Regions from separate parts of the Mus musculus genome. Here region 2 is linked to region 1. Evidence: chromatin contacts called from public promoter capture Hi-C data. All regions are on one chromosome and are shown on one strand. The core of a region is the stretch at or near the end of the contact, and the rest is flanking DNA. Distances in the headings are between cores, read along the strand shown. Region 1 holds the start of Tcf21 (transcription factor 21). Region 2 holds the start of Nr2e1 (nuclear receptor subfamily 2, group E, member 1).

Evidence for each region. Promoter capture Hi-C pulls out the DNA fragments that hold promoters and counts their contacts.
Region 2: a contact with region 1 is called in a promoter capture Hi-C map of embryonic stem cells. The contact joins the promoter of Nr2e1 here to the promoter of Tcf21 in region 1. A contact is called at or near these places in 5 of 39 promoter capture datasets (cranial neural crest, embryonic stem cells, frontonasal cranial neural crest and 2 more) and 1 of 484 Hi-C or Micro-C datasets (embryonic stem cells).

Annotation. Positions count from the first base shown.
Region 1 is chr10:22,817,600-22,821,822 of GRCm38.p6, reverse strand. Tcf21 (transcription factor 21) reads left to right here and starts at 1,680. Exons shown (of 2, transcript NM_011545.2): 1 at 1,680-2,369; 2 at 3,997-4,223. The coding sequence starts at 1,920. The coding sequence ends at 4,086. It overlaps Gm10824 (a long non-coding RNA gene), which reads right to left. Exons shown (of 5, transcript XR_380181.3): 5 at 1-64.
Region 2 is chr10:42,582,310-42,586,669 of GRCm38.p6, reverse strand. It overlaps Nr2e1 (nuclear receptor subfamily 2, group E, member 1), which reads left to right and starts at 3,080. Exons shown (of 9, transcript NM_152229.3): 1 at 3,080-3,788. The coding sequence starts at 3,764. It overlaps Gm38491 (predicted gene, 38491), which reads right to left and starts at 2,878. Exons shown (of 2, transcript NR_169130.1): 1 at 2,804-2,878; 2 at 847-2,690.

The DNA.
Region 1 (4,223 bases), core at 431-2,930:
GTTTATAACATCAATCACTCTTGCAATAAATCTTGGGAGTGGATGCAGTCATTTAAATCTCCACCTGCACAAACAACAGAAAATAGGAGCCCATAAATCTCCACGCTGGTGATTAGCAAATTTTGGGTCCTCAAGAAAGATATTATGGGGGCGGGGAGAGGGTTCACTAATTCATTAATAGAGACTGATTTGCTGACAATCTGTTTAGTTTGCAGCATAGGGGGAAAGCAAACAGATCTCTGCTAACAAAACAAAATCTTAGAGGTTAGTGAATTCCCAGCTGAGCCTGGATTAGAGACCCATATCTAAGTGTAACAGAGTGGCTTGGACTCAGAGTCAGCCATGGAGAGAGTTACTCTTAGCTCCTGCCCCCAATCCTCAGTGCCTAATTGTAAGGTTACGAAATCTGACAGTGGTTTTTTTTTTTTTTTTTTTTTTTTCCTGAGGGGAAAAAACAAAAACCATTTCATCTCCCTTCATTCAGTCCCTGGGTTCCTGTTCCCTTTGCTTTTCTTCTTACCTCCCAGATGACTATCATTCCCTGAGAAAGACAGTCCCAGCTGGAATGAAGGATGGGAAAGGTTCTTTCTCCAAAGCCATGAGTCCTGTTTTGTGTTTTATTAGGCCAGCTCTCTATGAGGAACCCTAGTAGCCCAGAGGATGGGAGAAGAGAAAGCAAGCACAAGAAGAAAATATACAGTCTTTACAAAAGGTGTCAGGCAAAGAGAGGCTGCCAGGAGCCACAGAGTCTTCTTTAAGACAGGAGAGAAGTGAGTTGCATCTCACTGGAAAGATTCTCAGCTCGCAAAATATGTTCCACAAATCCATATAACCTCTCTCATCGCCTGCCCATTCCCAGTCAACTGCATGTATGGTGTGTGTGTGTGTGTGTGTGTGTGTGTGTGTGTGTGTGTTTGTGTGTACATGTGTGTTCAGTAGTCAAGTGTGTTCCTATGCACTAGCAATTCCCTGATACCTTCAAAGAGACTGGATGGTAATGGATTTTCTTTTTCTTATTTTCCCTCCCTCCCTCCTTCCTTCTCACCCTCTCTCCCTTCCTTCTCTCCAGTAATTTCTTTCTACCACTTCCTTCCCCTATTTACCTCAGGTAAATTTTAAACAGTAAAATGCATCTGGAAAAAAAAATCGTCCCAGCGATCAGCATTTTCCTTTCAAACATTTGGTTTGGTAAAATACGCCTCTTCTCGTCCGGACAAATAGGACCTATGACTTCTGTGTTAGCCAGTGCACGGTAATGCAGTCTTGGTAAAGCCCTGTGGTCTTAGCCGGTATTAACTAAGGGCTGCAGGGTTTTGATTGTTATTTCTTGGGAGGAAGAGTGACTGTGAGATGTTTTAGGGGGAAAGGCCACTTAGAGCAAAGGGTCTGGCCCTTTCTCTGAGTTCTCAGAGCAATCAGTTGGGATTCCCTCAAAGGAAAGGGGCCTTAGGAGATGAGTCTCGGCAATGGTTCTAAGTTACTCCTTGACTTGAGAGGAAGAAGGAATCCGGTACAGGCATGTTGCAATCGGTTGCTGGAAACCAGGTCTGAGCGTGAAGTCTCCTGTGCTTGTGAAAGGGGTCTGGGAAGTCTGTTGGGCCTAGCAGGCCCCTCCCCTGGGCTGCATGGATCCGCCTCTCTATTCCCCAGATAAATTCTTAGTGTCCACCAAATTCCTCGGCGCTCTTTCACTCTCCGTTAAGGCCAGGACTCCAGTGGTGGGGAGATAGAGCACTGGTTTCCCTGTCGCGGGATCCCTTGTGATCGTTTTCCACGACTCTGTAAAGGGAAAGCTGGGGGACGGGACTGCCAGATCCCACCTCAAACCCAACACACGAAGTGGCAGCTCCAAACTTTTGAGACCCTTTCGTTTCCGTTTCAGCGTCTCTCTCTCCCTCCCTCCCTCCACCTCTCTAAACATGTCCACTGGCTCCCTCAGCGATGTAGAAGACCTTCAAGAGGTGGAGATGCTGGACTGTGACTCCCTGAAAGTGGACTCCAACAAGGAGTTTGGAACTTCCAACGAGAGCACCGAGGAGGGCTCCAACTGCGAGAACGGGTCTCCACAGAAGGGTCGCGGTGGCCTAGGCAAGAGGAGGAAGGCGCCCACTAAGAAAAGCCCGCTCAGCGGGGTCAGCCAGGAGGGCAAGCAGGTCCAGCGCAACGCGGCCAATGCTCGTGAGCGGGCCCGCATGCGGGTGCTGAGCAAGGCCTTCTCCAGGCTCAAGACCACCCTGCCCTGGGTGCCCCCGGACACCAAGCTCTCCAAGCTGGACACTCTCAGGCTGGCGTCCAGCTACATCGCTCACTTAAGGCAGATCCTGGCCAACGACAAGTACGAGAACGGTTACATTCACCCAGTCAACCTGGTGAGTCCTCCCGCGCCTCTGGCTGGGCCTGGGGACGCGGGCGAGAGCGTGACTCGTTAAATCGCCGCCCTAGCATCTCTGGGAACCTCCGCGCGGGCTCCACGCAGCGCCCTGGCTCTCTGCACCAAGCGCCCCGAGCCCGCGAGTGATTTGTGCTAGGGTTTGACGTGGCACCCCATTAAGGGATTTCCGAGGGTATTCAGTTGGCAAAGACCAGGGATCCCCGCGCAGGGTGCCATTTCCTCTGTCGTGAAACTGAGCAGACGCTGGGCACCCAGAAGACCTATCTTACTTTGTCTCTTTTGGCTAAGAGCAAACTTGAGTTCCCCCTCCGATTCTTATAAGCACCTAAGTCAGTTCTTTCCGCTGGTATATTTAGGGCTATTAAATGCAGACATATTTATGTTCTTCCACCTCCATAACTGTCTATGCAAATCCCCCCCCCCCCCAGCTACTTAAATATTCTGTGTTTGGCTAAGTAGATTACCATTTTAAATCCCAGAAATTCCAGCCACTGTCAACGCAATCAGTAAATCCGCTCAGGTCCTAGTACTGGACAAAATAACAGCCATGGGTTCTACTACCAGTCACAATGAATGAGCCTAATTTTTGAAAAGCAAGTGCTGGTTCCTGAATCGACTTTCTCAGAGGTATTTTACTGTTTAAGGTGGTTTTTAACTCCCTCTTTCGTTTGATTTCATTTTAAAACGTGCAGGCTCCAAAGAATACCACCACCTTACGAGGACTTTTGTTTACATATGATAAGGATTAGATATCCCTCTGGCCAGCACTTACAAAGAGGCTTGAATTGTATTCTCACTCAGCTTGTCTCAGGAATTGGGGGAGGGGATACTAAAACACTTTTCGCCAGGAAAAATATTTTCCTTCCAAATAACAAGGTTTGGTTGTTGTTGTTGTTGTTGTTGTTGTTGTTGTTGTGATGGGTAGTGTTTTTTTTTTTACAATCTAAAACTAGAATGAGATTATCAATTAGAACATTTATAATTGCTGCTACCTTCATCTTTAAATATTAAAAAAAAAAAAACTTGAATGTACTTTTTTTATAACAGTCCAGAAAAAGGAAGAAGAAAGAAAGGGAAGAGACAGTTTTGCTTCCTCGCTAGTAGGAGGATCTCAAATAAAATGTGCCTGTGTCTTTTATAAGTGCACACCCCCTTCGGGGGTTACTACTAACTTAAAATTGTGGCCATAGCTAGGATTGCACTGGGAGATCAATGGAAGTCAATAAAGGCCAGGATGCTAGACCAGAGCCTCCACAGATCTGCAGTTGAGTAGTTGGGGCCAGGGTCCTCCCACCCGCCCTGCTAGAACTCCTGGAACATCTGCCTCAGAGCTGAGTCTGGGCTTGTTTCGGGGTTCCAGTTAGAACCCAGGAGACCTGTTTTGCCCTTGTTCCACCTCCCACCTCCACCACCCACCCCCACCTCCACCTCCACCTCCACACCACCACCACCACCACCACCTCCTGGGGTTGTTTGCATTACCCTGCCTGGCATTAATACACCTAGGAAGCGACAGACCCGTGGCCTCTCTGGTCCTAGCCTGCCTGCGCACTGCGCCGCCTCCCCATGTCTACTCACCCTCTCCACCCTTTTCTCTCTTGCAGACGTGGCCCTTTATGGTGGCCGGCAAACCAGAGAATGACCTGAAGGAAGTGGTGACCGCCAACCGCTTGTGTGGAACTACAGCATCCTGACCTTGGAGGTGCGAGTCTGGGAACCGTGAGCTCTGGGGGCAGTGGGCCGGCAAGGGTGACGACCCCTGCCCTTCCCTCCCTGCCTCTGCTGGTGCCTTGCATCGCTCCTCTCCCTATCCCACCCCGCAAGAACACTT
Region 2 (4,360 bases), core at 1,831-4,330, about 20 Mb before region 1:
CTTCAATGAAACGAACCTGGCTAGGGTTGCAGGCTTTAGCTGAGGTTGAGGCAGCAGACTCAGAAGAGGTGAGGGGGAAGTAGGCACCTTTAATCCCAGCACGCAGTGGGCAGAGGCAGGAGGATCTCTGTGGATAGGAAGAAGCCAGCCTGCTTTACTCCATAGTGAGTTCCTGGATAACCAGATACACAGGGGGACCATGTCATGAAAGCAAACAGACAAACAGTGCAGAGGACCTCTGGATTTGGCTTTTCCCTTTTGCCAACCTAAAAATGTATCTTTGTGTCTGTTAAAGATAGATGGCACTTGCTTTTATCAATTGTTCTCCTTAGGAGTCTCATAGGGAGAACTTTGGAAACTGGAATTAAACAAAGGCACAATTTTTTTTTTTTTTTTTTTTTTAGATAACAGTCTGAGGGTCAGAGAGGTCTAGTCGCTTGCCTAAGGTTACACAGCTAGATGGGCAGGATCTGATTTCCCATCTCCTGGTTGCCTCGCTGTGCCTCTGGTAGGCCCCTTGGGAAGTCTGCCAAGGACTTCTTTCTTTCCCACATTCTGTGGCACCTCCTATGAGGCGGGCAGCGTGTTGAGGCCAGTGGATGGGAAATGAAGTCAGTCTTTGCTCTGCTAAAGATTTTTCTTTGAGCCGTGTCCCAATTAGCTTCAGTTTTTCAAAGTTTCGAACCAGGGTCCCTGTGGCCTTCAGCTGGTTGGCTCGAGCAGAGGCCAGGCAGCCCTTGGGCTTCTCTGCGCATCTAGGGGCTGTAGAATCCTAAGCACGCCAGCCTATTCTGGAGCTAGTTGCTGCCTTTACCACCGAACCAATCATGCCAGAAAGTCATCACGATGATTTCAGAACTGTATTGTGAATTATGCAAAACGCGCGGATAATTACAGTCGGGCGCCCAGAATACAGAACGCATATGCTGCGGGGTGGGTAGCCCCTTGTGGCTTTTGCCAGAATTGGATCGTTCTCTCGGTGTGGAGTGGGGGTGGGGTGTGTGCACCCGTGTCTGTTTAGTGGGCTTCTTGGCACCTAGTTCGATTAAGAGTTAGTTAGTGGCTGGAGAAAGAACATTCCAATTTTGTTTGGGGGACAACTGTGTGAGTTTGGGAGTATTTTTCACAAGTTTTGGTGTCTGTAAATGAGTCAGCAGGCACTGCAGGAGGAGTCGAGAGTTGTTTGGAATCCAGAGCAGCCAAGTCCTTCTACCTTCCAGACTGGGCACCTGAAACATCCCTAGTTCTCTTCCTGTCCACAAATCCTTAAACTTCTCCCTGAAGACAAGTCCGTGTTTAGTTCCCACCACCACTTGCCCACATCTTTGCCCACGGCAAATTAGTTCCACTTGAAGTCCTTTGTCCTTGACCAAGCACCCCCCTTCTGCCTCCACATCGCGATGGTGGTGTCTGCCACAGCAGCATCAATTGGATCTCTGGCAAGAGTTAGACCCGAGGACCAAAAGCCGAGCCTGGCACCCTGTCTCTAAAACCCTAGCCGGAAATGCCTCTCCTCTCTTTGCACTGAGTTCGAGTTTGAGCTGTGCCGCGAGCAGGGCTCGCTGGCAGCCCAAGTTGACTGTCAAAAAAAAAATGTTAATTTTCCCTCCTTGTCATCTAAAAATCCCCAGCTTACCCTATACTCGCCCTTGTTTGAAAGACCATAAAGGAGAGGTGGTATGGGACACGATCACCCGCCTCTCGGTTGTTCCAAGTGGCCTGGCCCTAAGCCTGGTAGTTGCTGTGTGTGCTGCTCTTGGTTCCTTGCCTCCCAGGCTCGGGCAATCCGGGAAAAGTTGCTTTCACGTGCTGAGGCCTGAGACAGGAGCATACAGCCCTTTCGAGTTGGGACCCGGTCCTTGGATCTGCAGGGCCAGGCAGTCACACGGGAGACTCCAACAGGCACTGCGGCCAGGTGAGGAGGGAGCTGCGGGAAGGGTGGGCTAGCGACCAGGAGGAGCGCTGTCCACAGCTCGCCAGCCCCCAGCCTCCAATTCGGTCTGGAGAGCTGGAGGCGCGACCTCTGACCCCCGGCCGGGCCCACGCCCCGAGGAGAGGCTGGCAAGCTCTTGTTCGACAAGTTCAAGCGGCGGAGGGAGCTTAAATAGAATTAATCTCTTAGAGATCGGAGATCAAGGCTCCCTCGGCGCGCGCTGTCCCCGCGCCGCGCCACGACCAAGATGCCAGAGAGCTCTAGGATTTCGGGTAGGCGACCCGGCTGGGGAGGAAGGTGGCGGAGCTCTCCAGAGTCCCCAGGCCTGCAGGGGTAAGCCAGCGACGCCCGCTGGGGACCAACCGCAGGAGGGAAGGCTTTGAGGCTTTGCCTCTCAGCTGCTCAGTACACGCAATGGAGGCGAGAGGGACGCCGCCAGCTCCGGGTTGGCCGGTTTTGTTTGCAAGAAGCTGGCGAAGCCCTCCCCGCGGCGGTGCCCAAAGCCGTCACGCCGAGGCCGAGGGACCGCAAGATCCCAGCCCAGTCCCCAAGACCGCGCACCGCGACCTCAGCTCTGGCTTTCCATAGATAGTTGCAAAATGAATAAATTACTCACCTCGGGCCAGATCCAAGTTTTACCCAACAGAAGGGGCGCGAGACCAACAATGAACCAACTCACATGGCCATGTCCGGGCGCACACAATCATACACAGACACAGCTACCCAATATCTTCCACGAATCTATCTGTCTGGCATTCTGGAGAGAGGGGAAAAGCGTTTTGAGAGAGCCCCACCACCCCTCCCCTCCTCCCTTCCCGTGAAATATAAAAATTCATATTTTTTTTATTACAAGAGCGGCTCCGTCCTCACCATCACGCACGCACGGAGCCGCTTGCCCGTATTCACTCTCAACTCGTCAGCTCCGAGAGCGCTTGCATTTTCTTTGGAAGCCGCTTGGAGGTTCATTAATATCATTAGCATTTAACCCCCTCCCTCTTCCCATCTCCTCCCCGCACATGGCTGACGTCAGACCCCGCCAGGAGTTGGGGGAAAAGCTAAGTGGGCCAGGGACGCCCTATTCCCCTCCCCGCGGCTGCCTGTCAGAGCGCTACTGGAGATATTACCAGAGACCCGGCCCGCAGCGACAGGCACAAAGTCACAGGGTAATGAACTTCGGGGACCCTTCGCCGCTGCGTGCGCGGCTGTCCCCGGAAACTCGGATCTGGCCACCTCTCCCCTTGGAAGATCTCCCAGCAATCTAGTTTCCCCTCTCGGCGCCGGGGCTCCGGCAGCGAGGAGCTTAATCTGCCTCTGAGACTGCGGCTGTGATTTTCGCCTTTCCACAGAAGATCTGCAGTCTGCAGAGAGCTGCCCACTCTGCACGCCTGTGTGGAGGGAGAGATTGGAAGCAGTACCAAGCATGGGGAACGAGGGGAAGTTCGCCTTCGTTGCTCCGTAGGAAGACCATTTCCGTGTCTCCATCTCTGTCCTTCCATATTCCCCTCGCGCTGTCCTCCCTCTTCAGCCTGCCTGTCCATCTCTCCATCTGTCTGTTCAAGACTGTGTCCACATCAAGCCGCATCCCCAGCAGCTGCAGTTTTGCTAGAGCCGGGAAAGAAACTTAAGGATGCTTACATTTCCACTGTGGAACGAATTCTGAGCGCCGGGGAGAGCAGGGCAGCGCACAACCAATAGCCACCTGTCTGTCCCGCCCGGGAGCCTCGCAGGCTGGAGGGCGGCTGGAGAGCGGCGGCGGCCGGCGGCGACGTGGGCGCCGTGGGTCGGGAATCCGGCAGTGCCCACCAACCGCTGCGCCCCGGGACCGCCAGCATGAGCAAGCCCGCCGGATCAACAAGTGGGTACCGCTCGGGCAGCCGCGGGGTCCTGGCGCGTGGCCTGGGGAGGGCAGGCTGGGAGGCCGGGATGGTCCTTCTGAGAGCTCTGAATTTGAGCCCCAGAGTAATACTCTCTCGGGCTTGTATGTCCGTTGGCCTAGCTCTCTTAGACTGTTGCGTTGGAGCGTTTCGTGCAACTGGGAGAGCAATTTCGTTGCTTCTGGATGCTAGCTCTTCCGGGTCTCCCCGGTGTATCAGGAAGGTTGCGACCCGTGGCAGCCCACCGGTCCAGCCTGCTGTTTCTATTTAGCTGCAGGTGCCGAAGGTGGGAGGGGTGAGCCAGGGGCGGGAACTGGGCCGCAGCTCCAGGCGGCCGCACAATAACGCAGCCGCTCAAAAACTCAGAGCTTGCAGCGCGCAAAAGCAACTCTGCAAAAAGCGGATTTCGAATGGAATGCTTTGCACTCCGTTTCCAGCTATTTCAAATAATCCTGCAAAACCGGGAAGCAGAAACCATTTAAAAGTCACATTTTCCTTAATCCTAAATCCGCGTAGGTCATAACTGGGGAATGTAAAGTATGGCGAGCCAGTC